Linked DNA regions of Sus scrofa: all the other regions are linked to region 2. A link is a contact called in public HiChIP or PLAC-seq and promoter capture Hi-C data. All regions are on one chromosome and are shown on one strand. Each heading gives the region's core, a stretch centred on a gene start, on an enhancer-like site or on the middle of the called end of the contact. The rest is flanking DNA. Distances are from core to core; before and after follow the strand shown.

Region 1 (4,240 bases), core at 436-2,935, 140 kb after region 2:
GTAAAGGGGAAAGCCCCAGCTTTCAAAAAGCATAAACTGCAATCATGTGACTTTACAGCTGGAAGGGGCTTTAGAGTTCATCTGTTCAGCTCTTCATTTTATAGGAAGGCAGCTGAGGTTCAGGGCAGCATGTGACTCAATCCAGGACAGTGAGCAGAGGAGGGCACCTGTTAACAGTACCCATACCTTCTCCCACAGAGTCTCACTGCCTGCTTCACCGTCTGTTCTGTCTAGTTCTCTGGACAGTGGTTCTCAAACTCTGTATTAAGGACCAGTGCCCATCTGCAGCCAAATTAGACAAAATAAGAAAAAAGAGCCTGAATCTTTCAAAAAGCTAAATGTCTTCATTTAAAGAACAAATCTTTACTGGGTGAAGATGTCCTTGCTAATAATTAGTGTTAAAATCTTCCTTCATGTAGGAAATGAGTGGCCAATTTTTACCATCTTTTTTACTTTTTTAAATTTATATTTGGCCACACCCCTTGGCATGTAGAAGTTCTCAGGCTAGGGATCCAACCCTATGCCACAATGTAACCAGAGCCACAGCAGTGACAATGCTGGATCCTTAACCCACTGAGACACCAGAGAACTCCTTTACTGTCTTTTTAACTACAATAAAAAGGTAGTAAACAAAGTTCCTTTTTCAGACTTAAAAAAAAAAAAAGTTCTTGAAAAATCTAAAGTCCGAGAGCCATTTCTTAGCATGACAAATTATGTGTGATCTATCTTTACCTAGACACACCTAGTCACAAAAAAGTATTACAAAACACTGCTTTTCTGCCTGTGACCCCACCAGCAAGGCTGGGGTCACAGCCATCTTCTCCTTATCCTTTCCTTGTTTTAGGGCTGGGCCAGGATCCACGGGATGGTCACTGTGGTTGAGGTGAGGGGAAGAGAGATACCTGTTTCTCAGCACTCGGAATCACTATTCCATCTGTCCTTCTGCCTTAGATTAAGGCATGGTGGTAGTAGGGGGAAATGGACCCCAATTCTTTGAATATGGCCATGTGATATTTCTTCAGTCATTTGTAAAGCATCCTACAAAAGCTTCAAGCCACCTTTCCAGCTAGATCATGTCGCCTTTCCCACGTAGACAACCTCGTTGCTATGGTCTGTGTGGGGGATTAGTCTCTCACAAAAGGCAGACTAGTGGGCTGCTCTGCCAGGGCTGCAGAAAAGGTTGAATCCTGCTGGGCTGAGCTCAGACTCCAGGAAGTAGAAGCCGAAAAGAATCCGCTAAGTCACAGGACTCCTGCACACTCAGCCAGCTGCAGGTAGGCCTGATCATCAAAGATTCAATGAGAGCGACCTAATGGGAAGACCACTGCACCCAGAGTTAAGGGACCTGGGTTGCTTCTCCAATTTAGGGAGGTAAACAATACTTTCTTCTTGGGCCTCTTTCCTCAATTCCAAAAGCACGCGTCTAGGATTCCTTTCAGGAATACAAGTTTCCAACATCCAACAGGATTTGGTAGACGTGCAAGGTAGGAACCAAGTAGGGTCCAGCGGAAACCCCCGGTGGGACGCGCGAGATTCAGGGAGCTCCAGCGGTGACTCTCCGCCACGTTGCTTCCGGGAAGCGAAAGAGAGTGCGGGCGGGCGCCGTGCGCGCCCCCGCCAAGCTCAGCGTGCGCGTCTCCGCCGGGCTAGACACCGCCCCCAGGCCTGGCTGGGTGGGCGGGGCAGAACTGGGCGGGGCGGGGCGCACGGGGAAGACGGTTGTCCGGAGAGGAGGCCGAAGTGCTGGACGAGGAGGAGCTGGGAGAAGGCGGCGGCCCGGCGGGGCAGAGAGGCAAGGAGGAGGCGGGCTGCGCGGGGGTGTGGGGCTCAGAGCGGCGCCGGGATAGCGCGGAGCAGCCGGGCACGGCGGCCACGGCAGCCAGGGCCTGGGCCGCGGTTCGGCCGGGCCGGCCGGTGAGTGTCGGGGAGGCCTGCAGGGGAGGCCGGCACGTCCCGGGCTGCGCCGGGGACAGAGGCGGCGGCTGGGCCGGGCGAGGCCTTTGGTCCGCGGCGGAGGCGGCCGTGGGGTTTGCGGACTGGGTCTGGGGGGAGTAAACACGGCCCTGTGCCGGCCTCACGGGTCGCGGGGCCGGGGTCCTGGAGCCGTGAGGGCGTCGGCGCCCAGCCTGCCACCCGGCCAGCAGTGGAGGCCGTCAGCAAATGGCGACCCAGACCCCGGGGGCCGACCCCCGTGTCACCCGGGCTCCTCGGGTGTCTGGGCTTTGAGAAGGGGTGGAGCAGGCGTTCAACTTAGGAAACCCTGAGAACCTCGAAGACCCGGCTTCTCTTTCCTTTGGCGGTTTAGAAACTTGCGTTCCGTGGGGACTAACGGGTTAAAGTAGGATTGGGAGGCATCCTCCGCCGTCTCTCTCCACGGGACCAGTGAAGTTGGTAACTTTTCCATTCATGGAAGTCAGAGGATCTAAGTCTTAACCTCAGCCCTTGTGAAAGAGAAACATCCTGATTTTATAGATTTGAGGGGTATGACCATTTCCAAGTTATTTGTGTTCTGTCTCGTGGAAGTCCATTGCTTGGAAGGGGGCCATAGGGTGCACACGTTGAATGCAAAATAATCTCCTTTGAGTATGTTTCTAACTCGTGTATTTGAAGAATAGAGACAGAACAGCGTGTTGTTTACATGGTTCTAGTACTCCTTTCCCCTCTCCCTGTGTCTTGTTTTTCTTTCTGAGCCATGTCGTAAGTCTCAGATAAAAGATGCTTGGGAAGGAATTGACCTTTTATTCCATAATTACTTTGTTGACTCTGATCCAAAATGAAGTTATTTATGGTCATTCTCATATTAGTGTAGATTAACTTAAAACTTTAGATACAGAACCCCAAGCTTACTATGGTTTTAATTTCTGTTTTCTATTTCAATACTGTGTTGTGTCCTTTAAGAGATGTAGTAAATTATAGTAACAGAGTTTTTGCATTTTGCTCATATTAAGCTTTTCCAAAGCAGTCCCGTTGTTGACTCGGCAAAAGGGAAAGAGTAGCATAAAATGTACGTTTAGGGTTTTGCTAGGGGTTCAATTTTTTAGTATACGGTTTCGCTGAATCACTGTTATATATGCTTAGTCACTGTTTCTTACTACATAAGTTTAATTGGGGATAACATTATGTTTTGCCAACTTTTTAAATTGCCAGTTTGTTTTCACTTGGTCCTTTAATTCGGTGACATAGTTTTTTCGTGATTCTGGAAATGTTAGTGGGTGGAGTTTTGTAAGTGTTATCAGAGAACTGAAGTTTCCGATATAGGCAAACTTATGCATTCCAAGTGTACTAGGTATTTAATTTCAATCCAGTATTTCTCTATGGCCAGCATTGGAGACTTTTTAATGCAGAGTGTCCTAATAAAATAGGCTATTAAAGAAAAATAATGCCTATTTTGAGATAATGTATATAGTTGAGAGGTACTTTAAGGTCACCAAAATAGGCACTGTTTAATGTATTTTTACTATGTGGTATAATATGTTGCTAAGATGTAACTTTTAATGACATAAGCCTTATATGCTATTCTGTATAGTTTTAGATAAATAATTTTAACTGAATTACCATGACTTTGTTTCTTTAGACAGAGTTACTGCATGCTGTGGAAAAATGTATTTGTAGAATTTATTGATGTTAAAGTCTTCAGTCAAAAGGTTGTATAAAATATTATTTCATTTCAAATTTATTTTGATGAAATAGGTGAGATTGGCCTTGTTTAGTAGTGGTTTTGACACTGTAGGTAGTAGATAGTTAAATACAGATAAGCATGCCTCAATCACAACCCAGTCTGAAAAACTTTTACAAAAAGGGTATGTCCTTTTTTTTTTTTAAAAAAAGAGTGGTAGTGTTAGCATTAGATAGTTCTTCATATGACTGCTTTTAGTAAGCTTTTTACATATAAATGACCTGATTTAAAAATGATTATACATAAAGCTTTGTGCATGTAGATGTGGCTGTTGTGTAGAGTGAGGTATATCTGTTTTCTGAGAAATACAAGTTTGTATCCTACTGGACACGCCCTTAATTATAATCGACCTTTGTAGAATTCTAGGTTGTTTTCACCATTCAGTAATTGCCTCAAGGTGACAAAGCTGAGAGTCCTTGGAAGCCCATTCCGCTGTGCATGCTGCCCATTTTAATAAGCTGAATTCTGCCATTTGGGTGAATTATTTTTATCTGAGTATCAGCTCAAATAAGTTCTGGTATGGGTATTAAATATTTATAGTTATTATTTTAATTTCTGATGTAA
Region 2 (4,320 bases), core at 1,011-3,510:
CAGAGGAGTCAAGAGGAGTTCTAGATCCTCTTGTTCTCCTAAAGTTAAACTGTGGCGAATTACCAGATTTCTCTGTCTCAGATTCTTCTTATAAAATGAAAATTTTAAATATCTCATATTAGCTTTCTAAGAATCAAACAGAAAAATGAACATGACAGGGCTTTGCAAAACATAAACTTCTACTTATAAATCATCAGTTAGGCTGCTTCTGCCTCCAAAGAAGTTAAATTTACATTTATTCACTCCCTCTCAACTAGTCCACCTCCTTGAGAACAACTTAACAACATTCTTTTCTAAAATAGACGAACTGAGTCAGAGGCACAGTTAGAATAAAGCTACTATTCCCAAAAGGAACTGGATCTGTAGTTTTGGCCTAACGAGATCACACAAGGAAGAAAGTGGCCTGACTTTGGTCACATTTACAGTTTCAGGAAATAAACTCTATGAACACTCAGTGGTCCCCTGATTGGTTGATGTCCACTCAAGTGATTCCCACTTGTGGAATGCTTTTAGCTCTTTAGCATCTAATGGGTGGATGAGCCAAGTGTTGTCATGGGTGAATAGCTGTTTAACAGCTGGGAGCTTCCAGAAAGCTAAGGTTAAAAAATGAGCCATATTTTCTAAAATAGCTCTGGTGATTCTAACATTGAAAAACAATGCTCCATAGAGAACTTTTCAGACTATACAGGGCACTTTGCAGATACAAGATTGAACATACCATTGGAAAATTCAAGAGAAAGAATTTCTTTTCATTGTAAGCACATGATACCATATAAAATTCTATCTCTGTAGTTGAAATCATATCTCTGGACACACAACTGGATCTGTAGTTTAATGCTTGTACAGGATAACAAAAATTATGTCTATAGAGATTAATTACCCCAATCAAGATGAACAAAGATTAAATGATGCTATGCTTATTGGTTTGTTTGGTTTTTTTTTTTTTTTTTTTTTTTTTGGTCTTTTTGCCATTTCTTGGGCCGCTCCCACAGCATATGGAGGTTCCCAAGCTAGGGGTCTAATCGGAGCTGGAGCAGAGCCACAGCAACGCGGGATCCGAGCCGCGTCTGCAACCTGCACCACAGCTCAAAGCAACGCCTGACCCTTAACCCACTGAGCAAGGCCAGGGATGGAACCCACAACCTCATGGTTCCTAGTCGGATTCGCTAACCACTGAGCCATGATGGGAACTCCAGCAATGCTTATTTTAAAATATTTCTGCCTCACCCAGCTGGACTCATTCAAAGTGAGCTTGATTTTCTGTTCCCACGGTGAGATGTAACATAAAACTATAAAGATAATCTTTTAGAGCACAATACACGTTTAAACACGGAGTTTCAAATTACATTTCCATTAGGTCTTGCACTTAGTAAAATGATCAGTTCGCCAACAAAGAGGGGAGGCTCCAGCATTAGCACTACTTTTTCAACTTGCCTCATGAAGCCTTGGATAAGGTAACTGATTTCCACTTAATTCTATGTGGTTTAGTAAATACAAATGGCTTCTTTTAGGCTAGCTTTAGAAGTCTGTCATGAAGTTCTGTACTACGAATATGGACCACTATGGACCGTCTCCGCAGCTATCGGATGCTCCCTTAGGCAAAAACTTACTTTTGTGCTTCTGGGATCACACAGACCAAGACGCCCCTCCACAGCATAATGCTGAGCCCGTATTAGGTACTCGAGCGCCCGAGGTTTCCTGGGGGTTATTTTTCAGGCTCTTGGCTCTGCAGCCTCTCAGTTTTTTCAGAGTTACCTAGGCATAAGCCTACCTCCATGAAAAAGAGGCTACCATTCAGTGAAGAGAAGGGAAAAAGGCTTACACATTGGAAGGGCAACTTAGGCACAATACGTGTGGTTTTTCCCTGATCTTAAAATACTCCTCACATTTTCCTGGGAAGTCTTTTAAAATAGCTTTTCTGAGGGAGATAAGCTTCATCCATAACTAATTCATGGACACTTTATAGAAGCAATGAAAAAAAAAAGGTGCGTTTGCAAAATTCTCTTCTGTCTTTTCAAAGCCATAAATCTTTCAGTTACCACTCGCTTCAAGCGGAGGCCACTCCCTTCGGCCGGCCGGCCGGCTCACTTCCCTCCCCGCTCTCTTCCAAACGGGTCTAGGGCCCCGCCTCATCTTTAGGGGTTCCAGCCAATCCTGTGTTCTCTAAAGGCTCCGAGTAGCGCTATCGCGAGATTCCAATCGTATCCTCGGATGGTCTCTGACCTGTGTGGACTTGCGCAGAAAAGACTCATGAAGCCACTGCGGGAGAAAGGAGGCGGGGCGCCCCCGGCGTGCGCGTTCATCTTGACCCTACGCTCCAGCGCACGCCCGGCACCTAGAAGCTGTGGTGTCTGGCCCCCCACCCCCGGGGAACCCCAACACAAACCAGCGTAAAACGCGTGCGTCCACCTCGGGCGGATGTTCGGTGGGTGGCGAATGCGTGCCCAGGATCTGCGGGGGCATTAGAGGCCCCGAGCCTTAGTGCAGAGAGGCACTAGGGGCTTGGAGAACGAGTCTAGGTAGGCTCTTGGGTGATGGAGGGTCAGGGGTCAGAGGTCGGGGACGGAAGACGTATCTGGACAGAGACAGAGGTGCCCAGGGAGGGACGACTCGGTTGTTCTGGAGCCAAGGAAACTAAAAGGCTGAGAGAGAGCCGCTGCGCGAAGCCCCCCCGACCCTTCCCCATTTCAGACGTGCGGGCCTGTGGATCGTCGCGGTTCCCCGGGGACGAGGTGGGGCCGTGGGAAAGGAGGCTGTGTTTCTCCCCCGGGGGTTGGGGCCTGGGGTGTTTATTCGAGTGTCCTAGGGGCTGTGGTCGCGCTCCTCCGCCTCGCGGTAGCTTGTTTGCCGGGCCTGCTGGAGCGATATGGAGCTGACAGCCTTGCTCAGACACTCGAACCGCCTTAGAGTCTTTCGGAAGAAAACTGAGTGGGTATCACCATTCGCGGCGTATATGTCCTCTGGATACTGGAACCGGGTAGCTGCCAAGCTTCTTGGTGTGCAGAGCTGTAATGTAGTAAAAGGGAAGGCCGAGGCTTCCAAGTTAGTCTGAAAGTTCTCAGTTATCTCGGGAGTCAGATTAATTACAGTCGGAGTCAACCACACTTGCAACATTGTACATTTTGACTCGTGGTCCTTGGCTAGTTTTCTGATCCAAGATATGTTTTCTGATGATTGACGGTCACTCTCAGCTAAATAGTATTAAATAATAACCATTAAGCTTGTGCCTTTTTTTCTAACCGAACTGACATAAGCCGATAGGTAGAAATCCTATATGTTTGATGTTTCCCTACTTATATTTAAATTAGCTTGCGTCTTTAACTGAACAAAAAGTAATTTTAAAGTCAGTACAGCTATTTTAATTATTGGGTTGGGCGATAGTAAGAATGATGAAACTCTCATCAATCAAAAAGGTCCGTAATATCTCTGCAGTCACCAGAAAGACTAGTTGGTTGTAATAGATAACCATGCTAGAAGCAGGGGATTAGTGAGCAGTAGTAGAATAAGTGTTTCTATATTGTAACCTGGCACTTACAAGGTTCACCAAGCCAGTAAGCTGGCAATTGAGAGTAAGGCAGTTTACTTTTGAAAGGTGCTGTTTATGTATATCCTCCTCTTGCCCTGCCTAAAGAAGTGTACTTACAGAATTATTGAAACAGATCTTTTATTAAGAGTTCAGGCCAGAAAGATTTGGGGAAAACAGAATCTGCTGGTGAAAAAATCTTACAAGGCCATTTTCTAAGTTTATATGACTAGCATGTACTTTAGACTTCAACAGATGAAAATACTTTCAGCCTGCTGGAGTTATCACTACAGAAGACTGTGGTAATGCTAGGTCATTGAGAACTTTTAGTCATCAGTAATGATTGGGCTTCACTTGCAAAAGATTGACCTTGGACAGAGTATCTCAAATGTATACTACCTGTTGCCCAGGCCTGCGGTGGATTTATTGTGATTCAGGACTGGTACGTGTTTTTTAAGGAAGAGATAATGATTTGGAGGGAAAAAAGCTCTGAATTAAGTTTAATTGATACCCATTTGTTGTATTGTCTTAGTAATGACATTTTATATTTATTTCTCTAGCAATCTGTCATTGTTTTCTGTTAAAGATACAGGTCAGTGGGATTTCTCTGTCTCATTCTGAACCAAAAATAGCTCAAAGTAGTTTCACACTACCTAGAGTCTTTTAGAATGTTGTTAAGAGAGATTTGCCCAAAAAGAAATTTGAGTAAAGTACTATTGGGTCCTTAAGAAGAAAGGATATCCAGGGAGTTAAGAGATCTTTGTTTCACATTATTTTGTATATTTTTTCCATCCTGG
Region 3 (4,688 bases), core at 1,335-3,834, 190 kb after region 2:
TTTTTTTTCATCAACAAGGTACACATATTAGGGCATAAAACTTACCATTTCTAGGAGATTAAATCCATTTTAAATACAAAAATATCTATGTCTTTACAGACTCATTGACCTATTTAGACTGCCATGTGTGACTCATCTGTTCTATTATTCCTAAGCATGAAGTTATTTACAGGAATAATTATAGAAATTTCATCTTTATTAAGAACTAATGGAAAATAACTTATTTAAATATGCTAGGATTTAAATGCATTCTATAAATGATTTCTTTATCAGAAATCAAATATTATGCTACATTATGTAATGTTATGTTATATCTTTAACTGTAAGCTGAGTGGATGTATTTTATCACCTGACTCTGCCCCTTCCTTGCTGTGGGCTATTTGCTGAAATTTTCTTGCCTGTTTCCACACATATAAAAATGGATATGATAATTGCAGTTATAGAATTGGTGAGAGAAAAATGAGGTAATGTGAATATGAAAACCATTTGTCTGGCACATTAAAAGAGCTCAGTAGCTATTTTAATTATTATGGTTAGTGATTTCAAATAATTGACCAAGTACAATTGACTTTGAAATATCTTTTAATCCATATTTTGATATTTTTCTCTTTCCAATTGCATTTTGCTTGGGGCACAAAGTAGTCAGCACATTTGTATTATATTTAAATCCATGCAATAAAATAAGCCCATATATTTTGTCTAGGGGTTTAAAAGAGTGCTTTCAACTGTTAAAATTACTCAACCTGGAGTTCGTGGCGCAGTGGTTAACGAATCCGACTAGGAACCATGAGGTTGCGGGTTTGGTCCCTGCCCTTGCTCAGTGGGTTACCGATCCGGCGTTGCGCTGAGCTGTGGTGTAGGTTGCAGACGCGGCTCGGATCCCGTGTTGCTGTGGCTCTGGCCTAGGCCGGTGGCTACAGCTCCGATTAGACCCCTAGCCTGGGAACCTCCATATGCCGCGGGATCAGCCCAAAGAAATAGCAAAAAGACAAAAAAAAAAAAAAAAAAAAAAAAAAATTACTCAACCTCTTTATGAGGGGAAAGGAGAAAAGGAAATAATGTCTGTTGAACAAATATATTTTTGGGGGATTTGTTATTGTTTCATCTGCAGAATAGGCAGTACTCCCCTTGGAAGAGCTGGTGGGAATAATGCCATTTGAAAAGTACACAACACAGGCAGCATGGTAGAACACAAGAAAGTTCTGTACTGTCAGCTTCCAGGGCACTTGCGTGGCCAAAGGACTCTTACTTTTCTAAAATTACTGTGAGAATATTTTGAAATAGTAGTCTGAATAAACTGACTCACTTTCCACTGTGATTTAATGTCTGCTTTGCTATTGAATCAGCTGTACTTGGCCAGCCCTGCCGGCCTCATTTTTCTTTGTGCTTATCCTTAAGCTTAGCAACTAACCAAACACAGAGTGGAATTATCAATATTTAGAAGTGAAATGTATTAATAGTTTACTAATTGTTCCACAGAGAGACTGAGTTTGTATGGCTTACATTTTGGTACTTCTTTCTGTTTTATTTATGAATGCATGAAAGTTTGGTGCCCCCCCCCACTATTCACAAGCCTTCAAATACTGGAAAAAAAGTATCTCTGTGTATCTTTAGTTCGCAAAAGAGAGTTAAGCCCTGGTAAACACAGAAATGTTAAGGCGACCACAAGAGCAACTTTAATAAAGAATTAAAAAGTAACAAGTAAACAGGACAGTTGGTTTTCTTAAGGCAGTGACAAAAATTAAAGGGCACCCCCCTAAGTCCCCCACTCCATATAGTTTTCATTTGACCGAATAGCTATAAGCCTGTGTTTTCTGGGCACACAAAAGTTTTAAGTTGAAAAGAAAGATGCTGACTTTTACTGAGAGCAAAAAGTTTTATGTTATGCCATTTAAAAATTATGAAGTCATTTATATTTATGGCCACAGAATTACCATTTTTTTTGGTTTTGTTTTACCTTGGAAAGGCTTGAACATTCTTACTCTAAATCCACTTTACACCTACTACAAATACCCCTAATAGTTTTTCCAAAAAAGAAAGTGATCATGTGTCGTGTCAGGCATCACACTGGTCCTGGCAAGGGAAAATACTGTGTTTTTGTATCAGCTCTTGGTTCTGAATGGCGCCCCTTCCACCAGTCAAGCAATCTTTAGAGCTGACAGGGTCTTTAGAAATCATTATTTAATACCTTCAGTTTACAGATAAGACTGAGACCCAGAGAGAGAAAGTGACCCGTGTAAGGTGCAAAGCTCTCCAGATACAGATGCAGGATCTTAAACCAACTTCACTACTGTGGAGGTTGCTTTCTACATGCCATTCACTTTGTCTTAAGGTCCTCACAATGATAATTTCGAGTCTTTGGAAAGATGATTGGAAAATCTCAAGGCTTATGAGATGTTTCCTTTTCCAACCCCGTTCTCCTTGCTTTCGCCGCGTCCCCAGGCGCCCTTGGAGCCGGTGGAAGAGGCAGCGGACGGGAGCCAGCCTCCTTCTCCCAGAGAGGCGGGTGGCGAGGCTCCCGCCTGGACCAGGCCCGGGCTCCTGAGCCGCGTGATGCAGCCCAAAAAAGGTGCAGCATCGCACGTGTCCCCGCCGGCGCCCGATCCTCTCGCGTCCAGGCCTCGCGCGCCGCCGCCCAATCGCCGCGTCCGCGGGTCACAGGGGCACTGGGACCTGGAGCCGCGCCGCCCGCCCGCCGCCATGCGGTTCCGCTTCGGGGTGGTGGTGCCGCCCGCGGTAGCCGGGCCCGGGCCGGAGCTGCTGGTCGTGGGCTCTCGGCCGGAGCTGGGGCACTGGGAGCCGTGCGGGGCCGTGCGCCTGAGGCCGGCGGGTACCGCGGCGGGCCCGGGGGCGCTGGCGCTGCAGGAGCCGGGCCTGTGGCTCGGGGAGGTGGAGCTGGAGGCGGCGCAGGACGGGGCGGAGCCGGGCCGCGTGGACACGTTCTGGTACAAGTTCCTGAAGCGCGAGCAGGGAGGAGCGCTCTCCTGGGAAGGTACTGGGCGCTAAGTCGACCTGCACCCCAGCCTCAGCCTCGGCCTGGGGCAAGCCCCACAGTCCCTGCTGCGGCCTCCTGGGCACTTGCCCGGCTCTCGGGCTTCGCTAGTCGCCAGAACTTCCCGGGCGCCCCGGGCTGACCCTTCTCTGCCCGCCCAGCTGTCGCCGCCAGCTCCCGACCGATTCCCTGGGCTGAGGTTGTGTTTCTGGCCTCCCGCCCCTCGATCTTTGCCCCTCTGATCTCCTTCCCACACTGCCCGGACCCCGCAGCCCGGGCCTCGGCCCCGCTGCTCCCTCCGCGTCCTCTCTGGGCCGGTCCCTGGGCTGCTTGAACCCCGGCTGCTCCTGGGTTCGCTCCTCAACTCCGCCTTGTCTCTGTGCCCTCATTTTCTTGCCCTAATTCACTCACAAATGACCTCATCAGTGAAGCTAGCCTTTCCACTAGCCCTAAACAGCAACATGCTACTCCCCCCACCCCTTAAATTTGAGAGTGAGCTAATGGAAAGACGTTGAGCCTTTCTCTTTTTGGATGTTTTTAAAATCTCATTTGACAGTTGAGATATGCTCTGGTTTCTTAAAATATAAAAACAGTGCATGCTGGCTGTAAGAAAACAAAGTAAAAATTTACATGTACAAAGTAAAAAACTTGTTTCCTCCGCATACCCTAAACCCGCTGAACAGTGTGGATTTATGTTTCACGCACAAATTGTATAACTTACGATTCTCTGTCTTGCTTTTTCTTGCTCAACAACGCGTTGTACCTTTTAGTGTCACTCCATATAGATATTATTTAATTTTTAAAATGGCAACAAAATATCCTGCATCTTCCGATGTGCATTTAGGTTGTTTTCCGTTTTCCTCTGTGATAAACAGTAATAGCTTAATTGAAAGTCCGTGTATAGAGTTATTTTTGAGTATTTGGGCAAGTCGCTCTAGGGTAGATTCTGAGAAGTGAAATTGTTAGGTCAACGTGTAACCATTTCGATACGGACTACCAGGTTAGTCCGTGAAAAAGGTTATGCCCATGTAGACGCCTGCCCGCGATGTATGAATTTAGACCCCACCCACACCCATTTCTTTAAATGTTCAAAGTAGGGGATTTGAATGTTTATGGCTCAGTAGTTGTGTACAGCAGATGAAATGTCTCTAGAAGTTTATGTGATAAAAGCGGCCATTTAGTCCATAATGATGTGGGAACAAAGAATCAGCAAAGAGCATGAGTGTTCTGTAGTATGTTTATGTATTATACTTGTTCCTCTCTTCGTGCCCGCACTGAGTTTTATGGTCTGGTGGCATTTACTGTCCTTTTGTATTACCATGCCAGAAGCGACAGATACTCTCATTGGTTATGCCCTTCTTTATATGATATTACTATTATATTAATAATGTATTATGTTTATAATACCATTATGAAATTGTCTTTCATAATAAAGTAATACCTAATCATTTTAATAAAAATTAAAATAGGAGTTCCCCGTTGTGGCACAGCAGAAACGAATCTGACTAGTATCCATGAGGATGCAGGTTCCATCTCTGGCCTTGCTCAGTGGTTCAGCGGTCTGGTGTTTCCATGAGCTGTGGTGTAGGTCACGGAAGCGGATCCCCTGTGGCTGTGGTGTAGTAACTCCACCCCTAGCCTGGGAACTTCCATAGGCCGCAGGTGCAGCCCTAAAAAACAAAACCAAAACAAAACA

Evidence for each region. Promoter capture Hi-C pulls out the DNA fragments that hold promoters and counts their contacts. HiChIP or PLAC-seq counts read pairs in DNA pulled down with a chosen protein or histone mark.
Region 1: a contact with region 2 is called in a promoter capture Hi-C map of liver, with 3 times the contacts expected there. The contact joins the promoter of FBXO30 here to the promoter of SHPRH in region 2. A contact is called at or near these places in 1 of 5 promoter capture datasets (liver), 5 of 47 Hi-C or Micro-C datasets (alveolar macrophages, brain, heart right ventricle and 2 more) and 2 of 2 datasets of contacts at active chromatin or transcription factors (alveolar macrophages and skeletal muscle).
Region 3: an H3K27ac HiChIP or PLAC-seq map of skeletal muscle shows a contact between it and region 2. The contact joins the promoter of EPM2A here to the promoter of SHPRH in region 2. A contact is called at or near these places in 1 of 5 promoter capture datasets (fetal liver), 1 of 47 Hi-C or Micro-C datasets (skeletal muscle) and 2 of 2 datasets of contacts at active chromatin or transcription factors (alveolar macrophages and skeletal muscle).

What each region holds. Positions count from the first base shown.
Region 1 is chr1:19,754,547-19,758,786 of Sscrofa11.1, forward strand. It overlaps FBXO30 (F-box only protein 30), which reads left to right and starts at 1,686. Exons shown (of 3, transcript XM_003121151.4): 1 at 1,686-1,792.
Region 2 is chr1:19,610,655-19,614,974 of Sscrofa11.1, forward strand. It overlaps SHPRH (E3 ubiquitin-protein ligase SHPRH), which reads left to right and starts at 2,261. Exons shown (of 30, transcript XM_021087080.1): 1 at 2,261-2,519.
Region 3 is chr1:19,804,081-19,808,768 of Sscrofa11.1, forward strand. EPM2A (laforin) reads left to right here and starts at 2,585. Exons shown (of 4, transcript XM_001927632.4): 1 at 2,585-2,992. The coding sequence starts at 2,701.